2 separate regions of the Mus musculus genome follow, and region 1 is linked to region 2. Evidence: chromatin contacts called from public promoter capture Hi-C data. All regions are on one chromosome and are shown on one strand. The core of a region is the stretch at or near the end of the contact, and the rest is flanking DNA. Distances in the headings are between cores, read along the strand shown.

Region 1 (4,250 bases), core at 262-2,761, 480 kb after region 2:
AAGTATTTAATGTAACCATGCAATTTAAAGGTACAGTACATAAACTATGTGTATATATAGTATCTCTTGAATTATATTGTTAATGGAAACAGTCTCCTATACCTTGGAATTATACCTAAGTAGAGTTTATACCTAAGTAGAATTATACCTAAGTAAGGGCACACAGTATTTAGGCAAAATAATAGAATCTGGAATAAACAAGCTATACTCTATGCCCAGTTTTAATAACTGATTTTTATATTTGGGGCTACACAAGAATGCAAGTACCCACAGAGGCCAAAGGCATTGTGTCTCCTCCACCCCACCCCCACACCCCCACACCCCCAGCTACAGTTACAGGCAGCGGTAAGTAGGATGATGTGGGTGCTGAGAACTGAACTCAGGGTCCCAGCAGAACACAAGTAACCACTGAGCTGGCCCTTGTGCAGATTTGACTTTTGTTTTTGTTTTGTTTTTGTTTTTTTTTTTTATTTGTTTGTTTGGGTTTTTTTTTTTTTTTTGGAAGCACTGCTGCCAATAAAAACCTCAAAACAATGTGAGGGTAAAGCAATAAAAATGGACAACAAATTGTTTCTACTGGCATTTTATTCTTTACTGTACTCAAATTTCATGTATTTAACTACATTCAAGATTAAGTATATATGTATATAGATATACATATATATGTGTGTGTGTGTGTGTGTGTGTGTGTATATATATATATATATATAGCTTGTAACCCAGGTAAACATGGAGAAGGGGTTACAAATAGTTGATTATTTATATATAGTTTTTAGATTATTTGTAGTAACCCTCCTTGTTGGGATCGTGCCGTAAAAAAATCTTTTGAGTTCAAACTGTAAAGGAAATTCCTTCTTTGTAGCCCAGTCTACTACCAAAAAAAGCAGATCTCTCCGCAATCTTGTGAGCTTGTTTAATTTACTGCCAGTCAGTAAACCTGGCCTCTAAAGCAGATGCACTGTTACTGGGTCATTTAGCTTTTCTACATGGGCAAGGTTCCCTGAAGTCCTGGAAACCACAAAATTGGCCATGTTCAATTGTGGGAACACAAACAGGAGCCATATAAATAGAACTTCCTTCAGGATGCTAACAATTACTATTAGTCCCGAGAGGAAAAGTTACAAATCTAATTTTAAAGCTAGAAACGCGACCTAGGGGGCTGGAGGCGGGGGCTAAGGCGGGGAGGGGGGGGTGGAAAAGGGAGGATGCGCCCCTTAGTCAAAGGATCTCAGCCTTCCCTGGCCAATCTTAAAAGTGAAGGGTGGGAAAGCTGGGGTTCTCCAAAGCCAGGCCGGCAGTACACCGGAGGGGACGGGGGAGGGGCTTATTTCCTCACAGGCGGGGGATTCACTCCCCACAACCTCAACACCAAAAGTGCCCTGTCTCCAACCCTGAACTAGGGACTTCTCCTCACCTGAGGCAACAAAAACAACAAAAAAAGTTGGGCCGGCCGCGATGCTAAAACGCAGAAGAACCTGTTTGCGTACACCTAAGTCCCGAGTGGGGGAAACTTGTAAGAACGGACAGACGGCCCTCGTCCTTCCGTCGGAGCAACTGAAGTGTGTCTGCCTTTAGTTCCGCTGCTCCCAGCACCTACTTTGAAAGGGTGTTGTGGGTCAGGGGTTTCCAAAAGATCATCCTGGAAAAACAAGATCTCACTTTTAAGGGTTTTGGGGGGTTTTATTTTGTTTGTTTGTTTGTTTGTTTGTTTGTTTGCTTGCTTTAAGAATTGTTTTGATGTCTGGCGAAAGTTTAAATGTAACTTTCAATTTTCTGTCTACTATAAAATAATGGCTCCATGCATCATCCAATTTCTAACCAAAGGTGGAAATTTCAACCTTCTTAACCCTGTACTTTTGGGAAGTTCCGGTCCCCTACCCCGACTCTTTAATTTTGTTAAAAAGCATGAGGTTCTCTCGTCCTGTTATTACTTCTGCCAAATTCATGAGTTGACAACTGCACAATAATAGTATTGGTTGTATTGTTAAAACCTCTCTGTTTTAACCAAATGTATGATTCCTGGAGAGTATGGATCTCATTAGTGGAACCCTGCTATCAAGCAAGTGCAATGCAGAAGTGAAATTAAATGGGTAGTATTGGGATTACATGTGGCGACACTTGTAACACTAAGAAGCCTATATAGTGTGAATGTCAAAACAAGACAAAGATGGAATGTACATGCCTACTTAGTCATTTACCAATATAATTTTTCAAGATAACAAGATAAACATATTTTCAAACTAAATTAAAATATATTATAGTCACTTGACCTAGAAAGTATTTTAAAAACAAATGGCTAATTTTGACTTGGTTTCTTTTACAAGAGAAATACTTCCCTATAAAAGTTTTTCTAACACTTCAGTTTTCTCCTAATAAAATCAAAACAATATGTTTATATCTTATAGTCTGTTTTGAGAATAAAGTAAGGTAATGTTTAAGGGGTTAAAAATATGCCTGAGACACCAAAGGTCAAGCACTATATATGGAAAGAATATTTAAAACAAAATGAACTCTCCTCATTTTTTTTTTTCGAGACAGGGTTTCTCTGTGTAGCCTTGGCTATCCTGGAACTCACCCTGTAGAGCAGGCAGGCCTTGAACTCAGAAATCTGCCTGCCTCTGCCTCCCAAGTGCTGGGATTAAAGGCGTGTGCCACCACTGCCTTGCAAACTCTCCTCATTTTTATTACCAAACCAATGTCACAAAAATGATGATGGCATTAGTTGGTACATATACTATAATAAGAAATAAGTAGTCACTTTATTGACGCACTCTCCAGGGCTCAGAAAAAATTCATAAAACAAAGAATAATGTATAATTTGCAACTCTCCTGATTTTCTTCAGTAGATTTAAGACATAATCATAATCTATGGGATTTCAACGTAAAAATGTGACTAATAGTACTCTGCACTGCTGGGTGTGGTGGCCTATGCCTTTAATCTCAGCACACAGGAAGCAGAAGCAAGAAGATCTCTATATGTTCCAGCCCATTTGTGTCTACATGGCAAGTTCCAGGCCAGCCATGACTACTGGGCAAGACCTTGTTTAAAAATATAAAATAGATTAGATAGATAGATAGATAGATAGACAATAGACAGACACATGCATAAATCCTCTGCCCTGTAACATCCTATTTTTACAGAAATCTAAACTCCAGGAGGGAAGGGATGCTGACTTCAGTGTGTACTAATATGCTCCTAAAATCTGCAAGTAAGAGTTGCTTACTAAATAGAGTCATATAAACAATAACAATGTAATTCAGATCGTACTACTAAATTTTTCTAAAGGGTTGAGAATGTCAACTGATAAAAGGCTTGCCTAGCCAACAATACAAATATAAAATACCCTGCCAATTTTTTAATATTCCCTATGTTTTTAATGCATTTTTCTTTCTAATGTATACATTCAGAAATAATGCAATCTGAAACAAGAAGCCCATGATCCAATAATGTGACTAGGCCAATATATTTAAGTGATTTTTAGTTTGTAAGGTCATACTTGGAGCATGTTAAATGCTGGCAAATAGCAAATATTTTCGCAAATACCAAATATTTTTAATCAGTAATAACGGGAGCAGGCCAGGAAACCCTGACAAAAGAAGACTTGGGACTTGTAATTAATTCACATGGAGGCACCATACCTTCCAAAGCCTGAGTCCTAATCCTTGGGAACTTGACTAATCAGAAAGGGAAAAAGGACAAAATAACCCAGGCCCTTTTACAGGCCCGCAGACTCCGCCTCTCCCCCTAAGAGAAACATCACCCAAAGCCCAGGGCACCCCAGACCCTAGGACTGTGGCAATACTAAATATCCCAGGTGGCTGCTTCCCACCTGCACCGCCGCCCGAGCTCCGCCCACCTCCGTCACGGCTGCCGGAAACGACCGCGCGCGTTGCCACGGCGACGCCCAGGAAAGTAACTTCTCCTCCGGCATCTGAGGCCCAGCCTCTGGCGCCAAACTGCGAGTCGCTCAGGAAAACGTCTGACGTGCTGACGTCATCCGAACGGCAGCCAATGAGATGGATAGCTGGGGAAGCTGGCTTGGGTTTGAATTTGTGGCTGTGTTTGGAGCGCCTGGAAGCCAACTCTGCCAAGTTGTGACGGTCACTTCTTGTAGGTGAGTGAGGTGGGCGCTGTGTCTGGGGACGCGTGGGTTGATTCGAGGGTCGCCGGAGTGGAGGATCCGGTGTCAGGCGACAAATTAGCTTTCGGCGGGCGATGCAGGTCGAGGGTCCCCTCGGTATTGCGGCTT
Region 2 (4,653 bases), core at 914-3,413:
AAAGTATACAGGCCAAGCATTTCAGGAAAGGAACTGTAAAGTCTTTACTTTTATTGCATCTGCTAACGTCCCATTGGTGAAAAAAAGATACAACTGAGCAAGATAGATACTCTGGCCACTTTAGTGGAAGATGTATGGCAAAGGAAAGAAGAACTGCCCCACAGTTTATCAAGTTTGTAACCAAATGTCCACTCCCTGAATCTAGGCCTGTGATAATTTCTAGGGTACTCAGGAGTAAAGACCCTGACCTGAAGTTTCTTGTAGAACCTTTCATAAAATGATTTCACTTGATAGAATCTTTAACTATGTCATTTAACAATTACATTTCTTGGGATAAATATATCTCAGAAATGTAATCATGGTGAAAAAAATCTAAAATAAATCGAAATGAACATTCTCAAGTACTTACACTGTTCATTTTATTTTCATTGGTCGTTGAAGTAGACTTCACCCACATAATGTTCTCATGAAGGACAGCCTAGCAAAACAATGTTCCAAGAAGTCAAAACAAAGGAGAAAATTTCTTTTCTGATGTCACTAAGAAAGTGAGTCAAAGCACTTGGCGCCAGAAAACAAACAAACAAAACTACATTCGGGGGCTTGAAGAATAGTTTATGGGTGTTTCATACCATCTGAAATACAGACCCATAGACACATGCTTTGAGTAACATACAAAACTAATTTTAGTTTTGTTGGAATATTCCATTCTATCCTGGGAGGAAATATATTAGTATAAGGTGATGACAGCAAAGAGCCTTAGTGGGGAAAATTCTCTGTCAATATGAAGGGAGTCTGGGCCCCTGATATTTTCTAGGGTCCTCGGAAGCAAAGATCCTAACATGGACTTTCTTGTAGAAGCTTCCAAGAAGGATTTCACATGGTGACATCTTCAATTATATTATTTACATATTGTATTAATGGGAATATATTAATATATTATATCATACATTAATATATTGTCCTTTATGAAATGCAAAATGTGTCAGTGAGGACTTGACATTCAAGCAAGTTGCCACGCCCTTTCGTTGATAAGCATGCTTTCTTCAGTCAGATGTGTACATGTATACAGGTTTCCTTGTTTGTTTTGTTTTGTTTTAGATTTCAAGCAATACTTTAAGATAAATTAGGAAAATGGGCCATGAAACTGAAGTATCTGAGAAACCCACAAGCTATTGAAATTTAGCAGCTTCTGGTGACCCATAACAAGTAAAATATTTAAAGGACTGGAAAGGACCACTTTCATGTTTCCAGGACACAGCCTAAACATTATGCTGCAAAACAAATTATGGAAAGTTAACTTGTGAGTTTCTCAAAAGCTTAAAATGGGTAGACAAGGGGAATAGGGTTCAAAAGAATAGTTTGGTCTGGAACTCATATTCACAGAAATCAAAATCTGACATCTCTAAAGGATGGCATAAACATGATATAATATGCACGCTGTATTATATATGTATTAAATATATTTAATATAAGCTGAAAGTGGTGCTATGTATCTGTAACCCCAGTGTGTCTAGAGAGTGTTGCAAGGAAAGATACCTGGAGCTTATTGTTAGATACACTAGTCATGCTACTGTGATCCAAGTTCTCTTAGAGTCTCTGTCTCAAAAACAAAAGGGAAAATAATAAAGAAAGACACCAAAACATGGCATTCATCTCTGGCCTCCACATGCTTGTGCGTGCATGGATATGTGCATAAACGTATATACTACATCCACACATACGCAAATTTACACATAGAGAAAAAGAAAATTTACATAAAGATTATGAGCCTAAAATAACCTATGCTTGTCATTTTCAGTTTTAAAATTTTTATATGCCTCTAAAGGAGATATTGTGCAGATAACTCTTAATCTGTAAGAAATAGTTCCTTGCCACAAGATTTACAATTCAGAGGCCATCTCTTTAGGATGTGGTCATTTTTTCATTCTGGGTATAGAATTAGACGTGATGACTAAGGCTACATTTAAAATTGGGATTCTTTATTTCCGAGTGCTCTAGAATCTCTATTCCTCATCAGGGAAGTTAGACGAGGTTGGCATATCTTATTGTGGAGTCTGAAGTAATAGCAATTTGTAGAATGTTCTGTGCTTTCTCTGCTCCAACCCCACAACTCCCTGAGAGCTAAGTAACTCATATTTCTCCATCTGGTTTTAATTTGAATGTCAGCTCCTTAGAGCAAGCTTGACTAATTTATCAGGTTAGGATCAGACTTCTTTTAAACACTTATCAACCTCAGATTCCACCAGAGGCTGGAATCATTTCTCATCATGTCCATCCCTAGTACACAGCACTGTACTCTATAAATAGCAGATGTTCGGTGAAAGGCTATTATGTAAATAAACAAACTATTTGTAATTTCATTAAATTACATTAATAATCCTATGAGAAATGATTATTCTTAATAATCTTAAACACCATTTAAACTCTTTAGTACATAAAAAACATGGAAAAGAGAGCTATTTGCATTTGTTCAACACTTAGTGTGCTTGTACAAAGAATTTTACCTTTCTCAGGTTCTATGTGTCTTGTTATGTAGTTGCTCTATCCTTAATGTCATAAAACTTTGTCATTAACTTTTAATGATCATCTCCAGGCTATCAGGGTGTCACAGAATGTTTTTTTAACTCCATTACTATGGAGTTTTTCTCGAACATGGTTGATTATTAAATCCTGTTTGTGCAAAGCTCCCGAGACTAGAGTTCTATGACTGGCATTTTAAGAAACACTTCAGCAGAACAGCACTTCCACAGTTCCTTACGTTAAAGCCTATTGACAAAAAAGAGTAAACAGAATGAGGTGGATACAAAGAAATCATGGTGGCTTCAACTTAAATATTCACTGGCTTGATTCATAATCCTTAAACATTTACTTAGGTTATTTTGTCAGTAAGAGAAAGAATGATATCTGCCCTACTTACCCCACAGCACTATTATTAGAAAAGACTACTATGCAATGTAGTGAGGACAGATTCTGGTTAAAGGTAATTAGCTAAGCAGAATTTATGTCCCTCTTTGCCTGGAAATACATGTAAATGGCAGTAAAATGTTATTTTCAAAGAGTTTAACTCACAAGAAGAGAGGATAAAAAAGGGGGGAAAACAATACCTTGAAGCTGTGAGGCAGACAGACAAAAACTGAGTTAACAGATCTTATAATACTTAATTCTACAAAGTAAAATAGAAATCGCTTTACTTTGCAGTCTTCAAGTTTGGAATATAATAATAAAAATAAAGTCAATGTAAAGGCAAGAAAAACTATTATAAAGTTTAACTTGGGAGTCTCCCTAGTAAACAAGAAGATAGAGAAAAAGAAGATGAAAATGAAAATGAGGAAGGAGAGAAAGGAAGGGAGGAGATGGAAGGGGAAAAGAGAGGATGAAAGAGAGACAAGCAGAAAGGAAATGAAGAACTCAAGGGGGAGATAGATGTCCCAGCATTGAAAGTTTCCTTACTGAACATGTCTTTTCTGGCCATTGAGAGTCTCTATTTTATCATATACTTTCCCATCCCATAACTAGTCTCAAATACTCCTCACTCCTAGTCATGTCCTTTGTCTCCCTTAAAAAAACAAACAACAACAACAAAATAAAACAAAAATTAAAACCAAAAATAATTTTAAAAAGAAAAAACTTAGAAGTCTTGTAAAATGTGGAGTCCAACTTCTGTTGGTCATATATTCCAAAGTATGCGGCCTGACCTGGGATGTGCTTGGCATACTCAATGTCACTCAGTGCTGGCTATATTTCTGGTAACATGCCAAACATTAGAGCAGTGACTCTCAAATTTCATAATACTGTAACTCTTTAATGAAGTTCCTCATTTTGTGGTGAACCCTCCAACCACAAAATTATCCTGATGCTACATCATAACTGTAATTTTTGTTTCTGGTATTACTCATAATGTGAAGATCTGATGTATAGATTGGGACTCTGGTGGGTGGTCACAACCCACAGGTTGACAAGTTGTGCATTAGAGTCATTTTGGAAGAGGAAACCTCAAATGAGAAAATCACCTCACTAGACTTAGCCTGATGGAAAGCAAGCCCATGGTGCATTTTCTTGATTAAAGATTGATGGGGAAAGGCCCAGTTCCAGTGGATAGTGGTACCCTTGGGCTGGTGAACCTGGTGGCTATAGATGATCAGGCTATGTCATGGGAAGCAAGTTAGAAATCTGTGTTCCCTCATAGTCTCTGCATCAGTTCCTGTCTGTAAATTCCTGCCTTGATATCCTGCCCCAACTTCCCTAAATGATGGCTGACTCAAGCCATAAGATAAAATAAAACCTCTTCTTCCCTATTTTTTTTTTGTTGTTGTTGTTGTTGTGGTGGTGGTGGTGGTGGTGGTTATGGTGTTTAATCACAGCAATAGAAACATCAACTAAGACTCACTCCATTTTAGTAAGCTGATTTCCTCTCTCGGGAGCTTTCCTTTGAAATAACTTCTTGGCTAAGGGTGGTACTATGATGTGCCCAGCTCTCCTGCAAGCTAGAATTTTGTCTGGCATGAGCTCATTCAGGTCATAGTTTCTGTGAGTTAATATGTATATCTCCCCTGTTGTGTCTGAAAAAGTGCTGTTTGCTTAAAATCATTTATCACCATTAGCTCTTACAATCCCTCTGCCCCCTCTTCCAAATAAATCCCAGAGCCTTGAGGG

What was found. Promoter capture Hi-C pulls out the DNA fragments that hold promoters and counts their contacts.
Region 1: a promoter capture Hi-C map of second pharyngeal arch cranial neural crest shows a contact between it and region 2, with 2.6 times the contacts expected there. The contact joins the promoter of Mettl15 here to the enhancer-like site in region 2. A contact is called at or near these places in 5 of 39 promoter capture datasets (the 3T3-L1 cell line, hippocampal neurons, maxillary cranial neural crest and 1 more), 1 of 484 Hi-C or Micro-C datasets (cortical neurons) and 1 of 115 datasets of contacts at active chromatin or transcription factors (embryonic stem cells).

Annotation. Positions count from the first base shown.
Region 1 is chr2:109,276,779-109,281,028 of GRCm38.p6, forward strand. It overlaps Mettl15 (methyltransferase like 15), which reads right to left and starts at 1,512. Exons shown (of 6, transcript NM_029790.3): 1 at 1,415-1,512. It overlaps Kif18a (kinesin family member 18A), which reads left to right and starts at 3,960. Exons shown (of 17, transcript NM_139303.1): 1 at 3,960-4,115.
Region 2 is chr2:108,793,153-108,797,805 of GRCm38.p6, forward strand. No RefSeq gene overlaps it. Among named protein-coding and RNA genes, the nearest start is that of Gm39905, 86 kb to the right of the region's middle. Within about 2 kb of position 2,164, at least 8 of the 459 cell types and tissues checked have an H3K27ac peak or open chromatin away from gene starts, as enhancers often do. A contact at or near this core is called in second pharyngeal arch cranial neural crest, where this site is marked.